Regions from separate parts of the Mus musculus genome. Here region 1 is linked to region 2. Evidence: chromatin contacts called from public Hi-C data. All regions are on one chromosome and are shown on one strand. The core of a region is the stretch at or near the end of the contact, and the rest is flanking DNA. Distances in the headings are between cores, read along the strand shown.

Region 1 (4,590 bases), core at 1,690-4,189, 980 kb after region 2:
ACATTCGCCATTACAAGATGACGCTGACATCCTGTGTTTTAAGTAGTAAACAAATAATCTGCGCATGTGCCAGTGTAGTTCTCCACTCCATGTGCTCTGCCTTCTCCGTGACGACAACTCGGCCAATGGGCTGCAGCCAATCAGGGAGCGACATGTCCTAGGCAGAGGATAATTCTCCTTAAAAGGGACGGGGTTTTGCCATTTTCTCTCTTGCTCCTGAAGAAGTAAGCAATAAAGCTTTTGCCGCAGAAGATTCCGGTTGTCCTGAGCATGTTCTTTCCAGTGGGAACAAAAGCTCGGGTAATACCCATGTATCAATGTTCTCATCCAAAGAGTAAAGATAATTGTACCTGTCTCAAAAGACTGATGTTTCTTCACATTTAAGATATGATACATAAAGCATTAAGAATCATTACCAATTAAAGCCTGCAAAATAAAATGGAACTGAGAATGAAATGTATTGTCTATGGAATTAGATAGGGGTTGAATTTGAAGAGATATTCTTTACCAAAAAAAGTGTGTGTGTGTACACACACACACACTCATACTGTATCTTCATGTCTGTGAGTACACATGTCCATATGCCACAGAACACATATGTCAGGCATTAGTTCTTGCCTTTGACTATGTTTGAGGCAGTCTGTTGTACAAATTTATGGCCTGAAAGCTTCCAGGGAAATTCCAGTTTCTATTCGCATCTTCCAGGAAGAAAACGGGTTACCGATGTAGCATGCAGTTATATTCATTTTAGAGACATCTGAGATCAAGTCTTCTTGCTTGTAAAGTGGCAAATCCTGTGTCCGGAGAGCCATCTCCCCAGCTCATAGAAAATCTAATCAGTACAGTAACTTTCTAATGAAGTCATGGTTGTGACTAATGTGTTATGATGTCAGAGACTATGATAGAATTCCTTGTTTCTTTACTGAGATTATGAGCAGGACCCAGCAAATTTGGCCTGCAGTAGGCATTTTATGTAAAGTTTAATTTTAATCCTCAGAATTGTCTGAATATATACTATCAATGTATTTAGACTTTTAAATGTAGGTCATAATAAATGGATCCAGTAAAATTTGAATTCAAATTTGACAGTCTAGATAGAAATTGAAAAAAAATGCATGCTTATTAGAGGAGAGAAAATAGAACAGCCAGAAACCATGGAATTGGGACATATTCAAGAAACCTGGGATCAGGGGCTGGTAAGTGGCTCAGCATGTACAAGCACTTGCAGCAAAAACCTGAGGGCCTGAGTTTGATCTCTGAAGCTTGTGACAAAAAGTCCAATGTGGTAGCATGTATCTGTCACCCCAGCATTCCTATTCAGAGTAGAGGCAGAGATAGGAAAATTGTCCAAAGGTCCATGGAGATAACAGAAGCCTGGACTATCCAGCACAATAAAAACAGCAAGAGAGACCCTGCCTAAAAAGGAAGAAAAGAACTAACTCCCAAATGGTGTCTTATGATGTCTACACACATGCTTGGAGCACATGCATGCACACACAAAAAACACATACATACACACAGAAAGAGAGTATTAATAATGAAAATTACAAAATTTATAACATAATTATAACTCAACTTACTTCAAACCTTGATAGAATAACTCACTTCAGCAATACTAGAAATAAAGAAACTGAGACAGGGAGTTGGGGATGTATAGTGAATTCTAGGATAGCTCAGGCTACCCAAAGAAACCTTGACTTAAACAAAAGCAAAACCAAACCCATCCAACCAAACAAATGAAAACAAAAACTCTCCAGACAGCTGTTCTAATATGAAGCCACTTTTGCCCCAAGATGAGAAATACAAGCCTCGTGTGGACTGCTGGTCAGAAGACAACTAAGCGTTCAATAATAACGCAATGTCATTTTAAGCATTAGATTCTAATCTTTGTTTTGTATGCTGTTATCAGAATGTAAGTTTTGTCATTGAATTTAAAATTTGAAGGTACTGTGAAAACAATATGATAATTCCAGGTAGACATCTTAACACAGATCTGAGCTGCACAGAGAAGATGACTCAATGAAGAAATACAGAAAATATTAAATTTGGGCATCTGGTTCAAATCAATTTCAGAAGCTAGAGAATAGCATCAATTACCTTCTACACTGGACTTAACTTTATTAGTGTGGAATGCAGAAAGACCAATTATTGTTTACTTCAGTGGACTTAGATAACCTCAGCCCCAGAGCATCCCAAATCTACCCAGGCACAGTTGCCATTGTTCAGAAAATCTGGCTCAGAACTCCAAAGTATGGGAACTGTTTATGCATTTAGTATAGCATAAGAGATCAAGGCATTGAAAACCTGCACTGTTAATCAAGGGTCTCTGAGCCATTATGGGATGAGCTCTCATTCACAACTTTGCAAAGTGAATGGTCACCAGTGTGAGATCGCAGGATAGAAGATGGAAGATACACTGGCATGCCTATGGTCCCAACTCCTGGTGTTCAGCCAGTTACTTCCTATGCCTCACTTTCCCTATCTGCAGAGAGGACTGCTGTGGAGTGTGCATGAGAGAAAGCATATACTGCTCAACACACTGTGTGCATCACGATTAGACCTCCGTGACCATTAACTGAGGGTGCTAAGCCATTAGTCATTTTCTAATGACATCCTCATTTACGATTATCCCTTTTTCTTGTTTTCTCACCTTCTTTATTTTTAAGCCTGATCACTAAGAAAAGAGCAAATTCCATCAGAGATTGTGCTGTATAATTTTGTCCTCTTTTTGTATTGTTTAAACTAACATGCAGTATGCAGAAGTATTCAGTCGGTCCTTGGTGAATTAAAGAGGCATCAGTATTACCAGCATTAGCATTCGTTATGTGTTTCTTCTGTGGGACCCGTGCTAAGGGTTTTGCATGCTTGAACTCCTTTAATCTTCACACACAGTTCTGAAATGTAAGTACTCTATGAATGAAATACATTTTTGATGAATTACAAGAATACCTTTGTCATTGCCATAGCAACAGAGGTCTGGAAATATAAGTCCAATTTTAGAAACCATAATCACAGTTGTGTCTCTTTTTTTCTGGCTCAATTTTAACATACTGTTCAAGGCATTTATATATCACATAAATAAAGACATATAAATGTTAATTATATTTATTGATTCCCCAAATTGAAAGCAGGCATTGCAGAATAAAGACCCTCAAAAATACTGATCATTTTGTAAATAGAGATACATACACAGACACAGGAAGTTCTGGGTACTGTTTTAAAGACATGTAACACATAATAAGAATGCTTATGTGAATTTTGGGAGCTTGGTTTGATTTTCACTGCTTAATGCTTTAAAACATTAGTGTTCTAATGAAACAAACATGATTCCGCAGGGAGAGTACAATCTTTGCATGAATGTTCAGTATGAATTTTGTTCTTAAAAGAAACTATCTTAGGTGAATATCTTATACATCTATGGGTACAGCCCAAGCCCTCTGTGACTTATATGGGTCAAACACATCTCTAAAACATGTTTAAAAGATGTATTAAAGGAAATGCTAGGCAGTGCTGCTTAACCAAACAATGTCAAAAGAGATTTGGTTTAGTGGTTAAAGCACTAAACCTAGGCACAAAGCAATTTGATAAAATTATTATTATCAATTGGTGTTCTAATCTTTCCATGTTCCATTTTTCTCTATGCATGGATTTTATAATATCTTTGCACCTTTGAAAATCACATGAGCATGGCATTACCCAAAAAGAGTCATTACCTTCACAGCAGCAAAGAATAGCACTTGAGAAGGGACTCAGATTAAATCCATATTTACCAAAGACTATTTAGTTAAGAATTTTCTTTAAAATGCCACTGAATACGTTAATAAATGGTTTTAAAGCAGAAAATATTTCACTAGAGTAAGATGTCTCATTACTTTTTTTTGTGTCTTAAGTGCTTGACTTTTTGGGCAACCAGACTGACCTTTCCACTCACTGCATATCTATTGTTCCTTATCCTCCAGAAGATAGTTGAAGAAAGATAAAAAGAAGGCCCTTAAAGTACTAAACACTGCTGACAAAATGGTTATGCCAAGGATTGTGATAATGACAGTAATACTGACTGCATTTTCTTTTTTTTTCTTTTTTTAATTTTTTTATTACATATTTTCCTCAATTACATTTCCAATGCTATCCCAAAAGTCCCCCATACCCTCCCACCCACTTCCCTACACACCCATTCCCTTTTTTTTTTTTTTTTTTTTTTTTGGCCCTGGCGTTCCCCTATCCTGGGGCATGTACAGTTTGCGTGTCCAATGGGCCTCTCTTTCCAGTGATGGCTGACTAGGCCATCTTTTGATACATATGCAGCTAGAGTCAAGAGCTCCGGGGTACTGGTTAGTTCATAATGTTGTTCCACGTATAGGGTTGCAGATCCCTTTAGCTCCTTGGCTACTTTCTCTAGCTCCTCCATTGGGAGCCCTGTGATCCATCCAATAGCTGACTATGAGCATCTACTTCTGTGTTTGCTAGGCCCCGGCATAGTCTCACAAGAGACAGCCACATCTGGGTCCTTTCGATAAAATCTTGCTAGTGTATGCAATGGTGTCAGCGTTTGGAAGCTGATTATGGGGTGGATCCCTGGATATGGCAGTC
Region 2 (4,054 bases), core at 1,348-3,847:
CTTCAGGTCAGTTAAGAATTTTATACTGGTTTGCAGAAAGAACTGAATTACCGTTTGTAACTGGTGGTGGCCGTTTGTAACTATCTGAACTTCATATGGTTTAAAGGCCTTTGAAATAATCAAGAAATTGACAGTTTTCATAAAAAATGAGAGGGAATTATTTGGAGAATACAGTATATGTTTTATTTTTGCCTTTATTATATATATATATATATATATATATATATATATATATATATATATATGTATATATATATATATATAATGATCTGCTAATTTTGAAATAAACTTAAAAATAATGTAAAGCCTGAGGTGTATTACTCCCTCCCTCATTTTTGAAAGAAAGATGTAAACATCTAGCAAGCATAATTCTGAGTCTCTGTGGTCACATTGTCAGTCAGTGACCTTAAAGATAGAACTGAGAAAGTGGGAATGATATTTGAATGGGGAGGATTTTAAAGGGGATTTCTGTACACTATAAAGTTGACTATTATTTTTAAGTCAACATAAGAACAGATTCCAAAGGATCAGTGTGATTACATTTTGAATAAAAATATTATCGCTGATAAATTTATGTCTTTGCATGTTTGACTATAGTAAATTTGTATTTAAAATTTTATTTAGCATTTTATAATTTGTCCACACTTAGATTGGTTCTTGAAAATTCCCTTTGGTTTCATGCTATGTGAGAATAAAAAAGATTAACTGGGTTATCTGATGGGTTTCCAGTGTCTTCCTGTTCACTGACTTTTTTAATAGACATGGCTTCTATAGCCCTTAGCAGGATTTGATTGCGCCCTTATTGATATTTTGATTGTTTTCCCTGGTCAGCCTTAATATGTTAAACCTCTTGAGATCTGGGCCAAGGTGATTGTCCTGTGGATACACTCATGCTTGACTGTAAATATTTACCCCACCCATTAAATTCATATAAACTCGAAAGCAACCAAAAGAGGAACATAGTCAACCCAGCCACTCAACTAGAGCTGGAGAAATGGAAATGAGTATTTGTTAGTTTTTGGAAGCACTGGGTTATTTGGTTATTGTTGTTGACTTCAGAAACAAAATGGTATTTAGCCCCAGAAGGGAATATACATCATATTCAGGGGGTTCCTGTAGTGAATTTATTTGTGACTGATAATTATTGCTTTATTTTATATCCATGTACCAATGTACTACTGTTTCTAAGTAGAGGTAGATGGAAGGGAGTGTGGAGACAAAGGAAATGATGGGATTGGGGTTGGCAATCCAAACTGCACCACTATATTCATACTAATGAAGTATTTCATAGAAGCTAAAAGGGATTTGCATTTTCTGAAGCATAGCCTTGCCATCCTTGTAAAGACATCACCAATGGTCCAGGTCTCAGAGGGAGTTTCAACTCCCAAGGCTCCCATTCTCATGAAGATCCTTAACTGTTTTCACAAAGCTCTGTCATGGACCTGTTAGCCATTCTTCATGGGATGTATTAAATAAGGATTCATTTAAAAAAAAAATTTGCTTACAGTCATGACCACAGTGTATATCAGCAGTTTAGCTGTTTAGTTTCATGATTGTTTCCAAACACTGCATATGGTTATGTAACATTTGTAGAATTGTCCTCTGTGTCCTAATTCAAGGACAGATTTTTGATTCCAGAATTTATCGATATCTTTACTCTTCTCAAGTCACTTTCAGCTGACCGTGGAACATGTTCTGAGGTAGCAATTCTGCAAACTTGATGAAGTGGACCTTCCCCAAAACTTGCTGTTTATTTTCAGTGATTGGTAATGGGAGAATAAGGGTATGTTTTTTCAATATTAGAATTATTTAAAGTCACCAAAACTATGTGCCCCTTTTATTTACCCTAAAAGAGACACATTTCTTCTCCCTTTCCATAGACACAAAACACCATTCCCTGTGTATCCTGACAGTTCAAAGAGATGCACAATGTCAAATAAAGAACTATGCTTTTTAATTATCTCTTTGATGTTATACCAAAAAAATGCATTCTTTTTTTTTTTTTTTTATGGAAAGGAATTTCCTTTGTTCTTTGTTCATTAATGTACTTGTATTCATCACAACTTTGACTCAAATCATCCCTTTCAGAAAAGCACTTGCGTTGCTTCCTGCTCCTTGGCAGGATGGAATCATGCATATGTATGACACATCACAAAGTGTCATTTTGGGAAAGACTCTGTTAGCATGCCTATGGGAAAAAGTATGGTTAGATGATTGTAGCCAGGGAAGCCGCTTCATTTTGCAGCTTTTAGCTTCCTGGAGTGAGACTTGAGTTGGGGGTGGGAGGTTCCATTTTAAATACTAGTTGTCAGCGTCCAAATGATCCATTTTTTTATACCAAAAAATCCAAAGTGGTATGCGTTTAAAAAAGAAAAATTCTGTACCTCATTAAAACACGTGAAAAGACGAATAATGCATGTGATGTAAAGCTCACAACTTCACATTATTTTTTAAAGAATCATAGTTATTGGCATTTATGCTCACCTTACATGAGGTTCAGAAAGCATTTTTGAAAGCCTTGCCAGAGAGAGAGAGAGAGCAGGGGTAAAAATGAAACACGCTGTTAAAAATGTGAACGAGATTAGCTTCTCAATTGGATGGCTTTAGAACTGCCAGCAGATGGCGCAACAGCCCATTTTAAATTTACCTCTGACAGAAAATGTCAATCATTCCCTCTCATTGCCTATGAGTTCTTAATGGTCCTAAAATAAGAAATTATTGAAAATTAATCTTTAAAAATATAACCACGAAACATTTAATAATCGTGCTAAAGTAATTATACCACTGTTAACATAATATCTGATTCCCCCCACCCCCCCATCTTAAGGTCTTCCTGGTACAAGTCTTGCTTTAATGGCTATGAAATCTGAGATTTGTGACCTTGAACTACCTACAGTGGAGGTGCTTAGAGAGCACCTTACTTAAATACATCCATGATGGATAGAATTAGCCATATTGTTAGTTGAGTTCTCTACCAGCCACGTAATAAAAATTTGGGAGGTATGTGATCATTAATGAAAATATATGTCTATCTATGTTTATTTAGTGCATTGGTCACATTTTCTGAGACATAAGTCATTTGAGGAATGGCATTTTCAGTGAGAACATAGCTTCCTTCCGTTTGTGTTGTGTGACCTGAGAAAGACATTTTGCCAAATGTTTCCTGTCCACCCTCTAGCTATTTCTGTAGTAAAGAGAAAGAGCTGTTGTTCACACATTTAATTCAGACTGTGAAGATGTTTCCTGTAGAGTCAACCGATTTCACAGTAAAAGAAATGATTAGGAAGATATAACTTTGACAATGTTGCTAAAGGGTAATGGACGTATACTATTCACAGTGTAAGCATTCATATTGAAAATCATGCTTATATTATAGAAAGAAAGGCATAATGGGAGGTTGAGGTCAGAAGGAACATACATTCTATCAATAGTAATCACCACAGCTGATAAATTAACATGACAGAAAGTTGATGATAGCCATGGACTTCAGATAATTACCTCATCCATGAAGGTGCGGCCAGCCTCTGGAGAATAGTTAGCATATGAAATTACTAACAAGTAAGTACAATTAGTATGTTAAAATTAATTTATTTCTCATTTTTTCATGATGATAATGCCAACTATTATAAAAGTTCTCTGCCAGATTGTAAATGATAATTTCTGTTGAAAATGATTAATTAAACACCCTTCTTACGAAAGTGATGCTTTTGTTTCCTTTCTGCTGCTGTGATAAAACAATGATCAAAAGCAGTATAGAAAAGAAAAGGGTTTAATTCGTCTCGTACTTTAAAATACATCACCGAAGTAATTCCAGGCAGAAACTGAAGTCAGAACTTGAAGTAGAAATCATGGAAGAATGTTGTTTGCGGGTTTACTCACAGGCTCATGCACAGATTTTTTACACATATCAGGACCACCAGCCTAGGGAATTATGCTGCTCACAGTATTCTGGGTCCCCAATATCAATTGACCATTAAGACAAGTCCTCTAGAAAATTCCTGCATACTTTCAGCTTATCAAAGGCATTCCTCATTTAAGGCCTCTTTTCTCAAAT

What was found. A called contact is a pair of places that touch in the nucleus more often than the background predicts.
Region 1: a contact with region 2 is called in a Hi-C map of cortical neurons, with 4 times the contacts expected there. The contact joins two enhancer-like sites. A contact is called at or near these places in 2 of 484 Hi-C or Micro-C datasets (bone marrow-derived macrophages and cortical neurons).

The regions. Positions count from the first base shown.
Region 1 is chr13:5,639,437-5,644,026 of GRCm38.p6, forward strand. No RefSeq gene overlaps it. Among named protein-coding and RNA genes, the nearest start is that of Gm35330, 83 kb to the right of the region's middle. Within about 2 kb of position 2,940, at least 4 of the 459 cell types and tissues checked have an H3K27ac peak or open chromatin away from gene starts, as enhancers often do. A contact at or near this core is called in cortical neurons, where this site is marked.
Region 2 is chr13:4,664,359-4,668,412 of GRCm38.p6, forward strand. No RefSeq gene overlaps it. Among named protein-coding and RNA genes, the nearest start is that of Akr1e1, 57 kb to the left of the region's middle. Within about 2 kb of position 2,598, at least 20 of the 459 cell types and tissues checked have an H3K27ac peak or open chromatin away from gene starts, as enhancers often do. A contact at or near this core is called in cortical neurons, where this site is marked.